Linked DNA regions of Mus musculus: region 2 is linked to region 1. The links are chromatin contacts, called in public Micro-C maps. All regions are on one chromosome and are shown on one strand. Each heading gives the region's core, a stretch centred on a gene start, on an enhancer-like site or on the middle of the called end of the contact. The rest is flanking DNA. Distances are from core to core; before and after follow the strand shown. Region 1 overlaps Inpp5d (inositol polyphosphate-5-phosphatase D). Region 2 overlaps Dgkd (diacylglycerol kinase, delta).

Region 1 (2,889 bases), core at 292-2,791:
TGTGGGCATGTCTATAGGGACTTGTCTTCATTGTTAATTAATGTAGGAAGACTCAGTCCATTGTGGGTGGCACCATTTCCTTGGCTGGGCCTTGAACTGTGTAAGAGTGAAGAAAACTAACTGAGAACAAGCAAGGGTGCATGTGTTTATTCTCTGTGCTCTTGACTGTTGATGTGATACTTCAGGTTCCTGCCCTGGCTTCTCCACAACACTAGACTGTAATGTGGGCTTGAGGAAGTCAAATGATCCCTTCCCTCCCCATGCTACCTTTTAATCAGGGCATTTGCCACAGCAACAGAAATGAAGCTAGGAAGTCATGGGTGGTGACTTTTGACCACTTATGTTCCTGGCCTCCCTGAATGCAGGAGAAGTATCTTTTGCCCTGGAATTGTTCAGTCATCTATAGCTCCTTCTTCCTGCACTGCACATCCTTCCACTGGCTGGTGTTAAGTCTGTAGGTCATGGACTATACTGTATTTACACTGTGTCTTCCTGAATATAGCAGGTGTTCATTAAAGGATAGTTGAGCTGAGCCCTTCCTACATGGAAATGTTCTCCAAGGCTTTGATCTTTCAGAGATGAGGATTTGAACTCAGGATGTGAAACTGAGGTAGGAGAGTGGGTCCCCTGGGCCACAACATTTCTTCTCCTCTGACCTTGGCTTTCCTGAACTCCACTTTACCCTCTCCTGGACTCTGGTTCACACAGCCCAGCTAGCTGTAATAAGTCTTAGCAAGCTTCGTCTACCTGCCAGAAGGCTCCCATTGCCTCATAGGGTCATGGCTGGTGAGGTTCTTCAAGCATTTCATTCCACTGGATTCATCCCGCTCTGTCTTCACAAAGTCTGGAAGAGAACATTTAGGAAAGAAAACATGTGAGATCCTAGCCACGGCATGGGTTAGAAATGGCAATGTGGTATCTCTTTGCAGGCCAAAGCTGGACAGTAAATAGTGGTTACTGGGAGAGGTATATCAAGCAAGATTTTCAGGCTTCAAAATCCTTACGCTTGGCAACTGTTGCCTGCCATGATGCCTGCCATGATGCCTGCCATGGGTCCAGAAGGAGATGAACAGATACTTATGACCCAGTTGTTATTTCAAGAAATACCTTGTTAGCTTAGCCATGGATAAAACAGACATTTCTTGTCAGACTAGAACAAACTTAGAACAGCTATTAGGTTACCCTATAAGAGTACTTCCCATGCAGAGCTTATCTGTTTATGGGAACCCCTATAAATCAGTTTAAAGGAACCCCGGGCTTTATTTCTGGAATGTGGTTGCTAGGTAATGACCCACTATCTGTTCAACCCACTGTCCTGCTAGAGAAAAGAAAGATCTCTCATGGGGCACAGGAGAGTCACATGCACAGAAGCAGTGGCCCTTAGAGCCCTCCCTGGCATAAGGAGCCCCTGCACCCCATGTTGTGCGTTCCTACACTTGCTATTTTCATGACAGGCAAGCAACCACTATGTCTACCAGCTCCTGCTTGGCCCTGGATGAACTTGGCTTAGCCTGAGTTTGCAACATTAAGCCAGTCATCTAGCTCCAGTTTCTCCATCTGCCAAGTAGAGATAACCATACTTGACTCACAGGGCGGTTGTGAGAGATAAATGAGATGACTTGTTTTCTTCTCATTAAAGACATCGTCTCAGTATGTCACCCAGACTAGCCTTGAACTCACGATCTTCTCGCCTCAGCCTCCTGAGTGCCAGGATCACCACGCTACCCTAGAGACTTTCTAACCACGCTATATTCTGAAGGCACAGATCATAGATACTTGATAGCTTTGCTGAGAGAAAGAACATGTCCTTAGTGCAGTGGCCTCTGGGAAAGCCAGGAGGAGGCTGGCTGACCTACCATAGAGCTTCTCCCTCATCTTGCCCTGGGAGGTCTGCAGCTTAATCTCTCCCCTGAAGTGGCCAGTCATCTCCCCATGGTGGGTGAGAGGCGTGTAGATAGGATGCTGAGCCTCTGTGGTCTCCAAGCGAAGGGCAATGCAGCCTTCACCTGGGGAAAGGAGAGAGAGCATCAATAGGAACATCTTGGCATTAGACGGATATAGAGCATGCTCAGAGAGATGGCTGTACCACTGGGAGACAGCTCCTTGAAGCAAGTGGCCGGGCAGGGATTGCCAACAAACCCTTTCAATCGATGCCTTAGCAATCTGGGGCAAATGTCTGAAGCCTCATAGGAAAAAGAACTCTATACAGATCAATGCTGAGGGAAAAATTAAATCCTAGAAAAATCCATCTAAGAAATGGTATTAAATGTTAATCTGGTTGCTATAGGGAAAGCTTACTTCCCAAGGTTTGAAACAGTACAAGAAATAAACAAAATCAGATAAACAGGTAAGAGTGTAAGTCAGTCTAAAATCTCTATACAAGGAAAAGTCTGAAAGGAAAAGGAGACAGACTGGAAAGCTGACCTGGCAGCAGGGACGGGCTAATGTTCTGCACCTGGGTCTGAGGAGCTGGCTAGGGACTAACGAGAGACACGGTGGCACAGGCAGACTCAGGCTCAAGCCACAGCTCAGTTGAGGACTATCTGTGTGACCTGGGGGGAGTCACTTGACCTCTATGAGCCTCAGTTTACCTATTTACTCACTGGGGAACAGAACCTGCCTCTTAAGGCTAAGATTAAATTACATGGTACCTGCAGCTCACTCAGCAAGGCTAAGCAGGAGGTTACTGGCTGTGGCACCCAGAAGTGACAAGGAGCAGGGATGGTAACCCACTAGGAAAAGTCCCTCTGGGACAGAGGAAGTGGCAGCATCAGGGCACAATGGGTGGTGGCAGACAGGCTTTCTTGAAAGGCTAAGCCACCATCACCCTCACTTCAGAGGCTGAGGCTAAGGTACGGTGAGGTCCCTGGCCTGGGATGCTTACCATAG
Region 2 (2,889 bases), core at 226-2,725, 220 kb before region 1:
GGCGAGCACACCATCTGCCCACAGCAAGGTAAAAGCTATGTATGTTAGTTTAACTTTGTGCCTTTTAGAACATGTCTCACTATATAACCTTAACTGGTCTCCTGCCTCTAGATTATTGAGACTACAGGGCACACCACTATGTCAGCTAATCTCTGTATGGTGAAGAGAAATCCAAGAACAAAGATGAAACCCTTTTGCCTCTTTTATGAATGTACAGGTGAGCCCATGAGTAAGCCACTGGTAACCCAGACCCCACCAGGCCTCGATGGCAATTGCTCTTACCCTGTCTCTGGTCAATGTCTGCGCCCTGTTCTTGTGCACGATCCGAATGTACCCAGGTGGCTGGATCCAGGCTTCCCCATCCACCTGCACAGGCACGCCTTCATCCCCCAGGATGGAGATCTTCACTGTGCGACACTTAAACAGATGCCAGACTGTTATTCCCGTGCCAGGAGATTTAAAGCACCCACAGGCCTTGCTGCTCTGAGTGTCTGCACTCCCACTCCTTACCCACAGCCATTTACTTGGCCTCCTTTTCTAGCCTCTGCTCTGTTGCCCCCTCTGCCCCTACTGTTCCCTCCCCACACATCTGGGATAGGTATAACCAGAAGATCTTGGGTACAGATACGGATATCAGGCTAAAGGGGTCAAAGAGTCATGGTCCTTGCCAGATGTAAACATCCCTGGGCAGAGCAAAATCTAACATCAGATGATAAAGCTTCTGCAACTCTTTACAAAAATGTGCACAAAAACAAAAAGGTAAACTTTAAACAGCTGAGTGTTGGGGACCAAGAGAATGCAGGAAGACCCAACAGATCTTATCAGCACTGCACTGTATGTACAGTTACTCCTTCCCTGCACCCCCAAAGTGGGTGGACCTGTACCAGCTCTTCAGTGCTGTCAGAATTAAAGCCAAGAGCCCTGACCTAACTGCCCTCTCTAGCTAACCTCAGAGCTGTCTGTCAAGCCCCGGTGGGCTTAGTCATCGCCACAGACAGATCCATGTCCAAGGTGCACTGCTTCTTGCAGCAGACCAGGCTCATCTGGGCCTTTTCTACCTCAGCAAGACTCAGAGCACTCAGTGGGAGAGGGAGGCAGAGTGGGGCTGCCTCTAAGGTCCTAGTTAGGCATCTCTCTTGGGTCTCTACTGTGAGCAAATCCAAGCATCCTAGGCCAAACCCTGCCTCTCCAAACAGGGATGAGTCCTAGAAGGGGGTGGGCTAGACCTATCGAACAGCATGGCCAGTACCTGGGCAATCCGATGATGCTGTAGCTTAATTACACGAGACACAGCCATCTGCATGCTGCCGAACACAGCAACCACCTCCAGAATCTTATCATCGAATGATGGAGCTGCAAAAGTCTGAAAGGGCCAGCATGAAAGCTGTCTGCCTCACTTCCCCAAACGCGTCTCCCTCTTGCTCTGCTTCCTGTTCTGGGGGTTCTGGTGAGACAGACAAGCCCACACCCACACATGGTACAGTGATGGTGGTAAATGAAGTGCAGGGTTGGGTATCTGTTACCCAGAAGCCCAATGCCTGAGACTAGCCCTCAAACGTGCTATTTATTAGACATGAGCCCTCAGGCAAGTTAGTCATGTCCTCCGTCCTTCAGAGGGAGATGACACTGCTTGCTCCTTAGGAGGGGGAGGTATATAAAATGAACGTGCAAACAGGTTCCAGGTACTTAGAACAGTGGCCTACAAATAAGTCTGCAGTAAGTGCCAAGCTGGCTTTTTAATTACATGCAAACCTTGGTTAAAGCCCGTCAATATCTTCCTATGTTCTTGACATAAACTCCAGACTCCTGCCTTTGGCTTCTACTGCCTCATACAATGCAGGCCCTACAGGCATCTCCCTCCTCCATGCACATATTCCACACTGCACTTGGGGAACTGTTCTCTATATACTTTGCCCCTTCTTGCTTCTGAGCTTCCACATCTCCTTTCTTCTGCCAAAACAGGATACTCTCCATCTAGTGCCTGCCAATTCGGACAATTTAAGTTCTCCTTCAAGTCTCAGCTGCTTCTCACTTGATCTTGTGCTAGACCTGCCTTCTAGACACCAGGCCGATTGGTGAGGGAACCTGTCTATCTGGTCCTCCACCATGCCCACTGTTAGGACCAAGGAGATATCCCATCTAGTCATGCCTCACTGACCTTGCTAAGCCCAGCCCACCCACCTCAAACCCCATACGTACATCATCTTCCTTGGTGCCCCCCCAGAAGTTGGTCCCTCCAGCATAGCTGGGAATGTTGAGGACAGCAATTCCTTGAAGACTCGGGAGGGGAATAGGGCGGCCATCACACTGCGCCGCAGAAAGGCAGATGGAGAGAAAAGAGCAGTACTCAGTATGTGCCAGTTCTTCCTAGCACCAATTTAATATGCTGGGCCTGTGGCAAGGCAAGGCTCCTCAGGGACGATCAGGCAAGGCTCAGTAGAACTCATCTCTAACCAAGGTTGGGAGGTCACCCACCAGGCCAGGAGGCTACCACTCACCTCCAGCAGGACCTTTTGTTCCAGGTTCCTGTAGGTTCTGTGCAGCAGCTCTTTGGTGCCAAGGACACCATACCACATCATGTTCTTAGTCCTACTCCTAGAAACAGAAGTGCCACCTTGGACAGGGCTCTCTTACAATAACCTGAGTTACTGTTATGAAGCCTGGGGACTTGTGCGACCTCAAAAGGCAGCCTGGTTTCTAATTGAGCTAGATTTAAACCCCAGATACCCAGCAAGGGACAGAAGTCGCTTGTCTGCCACACTTCTAGACACCAGGGTCCTGATATGAGGCCTTAGCTCTCCATAATTATGTGACCATCAACCTGACCCATAGATCACATAGCCTCAAGACAGAGCTCCATTTAAATGAGGTACCTAAAGGCCTGAGGGG

What was found. A called contact is a pair of places that touch in the nucleus more often than the background predicts.
Region 2: a Micro-C map of the G1E-ER4 cell line shows a contact between it and region 1, with 2.7 times the contacts expected there. The contact joins two enhancer-like sites. A contact is called at or near these places in 1 of 15 datasets of contacts at CTCF or cohesin (large pre-B cells), 13 of 484 Hi-C or Micro-C datasets (B cells, the G1E-ER4 cell line, Th17 cells and 8 more), 1 of 115 datasets of contacts at active chromatin or transcription factors (microglia) and 3 of 9 other capture datasets (adipose tissue, embryonic stem cells and liver).

Annotation. Positions count from the first base shown.
Region 1 is chr1:87,711,148-87,714,036 of GRCm38.p6, reverse strand. It overlaps Inpp5d (inositol polyphosphate-5-phosphatase D), which reads right to left. Exons shown (of 27, transcript NM_010566.3): 22 at 2,885-2,889; 23 at 1,857-2,006; 24 at 748-844. All of the region lies in intron 3 of Gm33470 (a long non-coding RNA gene), which reads left to right. Among named protein-coding and RNA genes, the nearest start is that of Gm33470, 12 kb to the left of the region's middle. Within about 2 kb of position 1,541, at least 25 of the 459 cell types and tissues checked have an H3K27ac peak or open chromatin away from gene starts, as enhancers often do. A contact at or near this core is called in the G1E-ER4 cell line, where this site is marked.
Region 2 is chr1:87,933,812-87,936,700 of GRCm38.p6, reverse strand. It overlaps Dgkd (diacylglycerol kinase, delta), which reads right to left. Exons shown (of 30, transcript NM_177646.3): 20 at 2,499-2,595; 21 at 2,200-2,307; 22 at 1,250-1,363; 23 at 283-417. Among named protein-coding and RNA genes, the nearest start is that of Usp40, 73 kb to the left of the region's middle. Within about 2 kb of position 1,475, at least 63 of the 459 cell types and tissues checked have an H3K27ac peak or open chromatin away from gene starts, as enhancers often do. A contact at or near this core is called in the G1E-ER4 cell line, where this site is marked.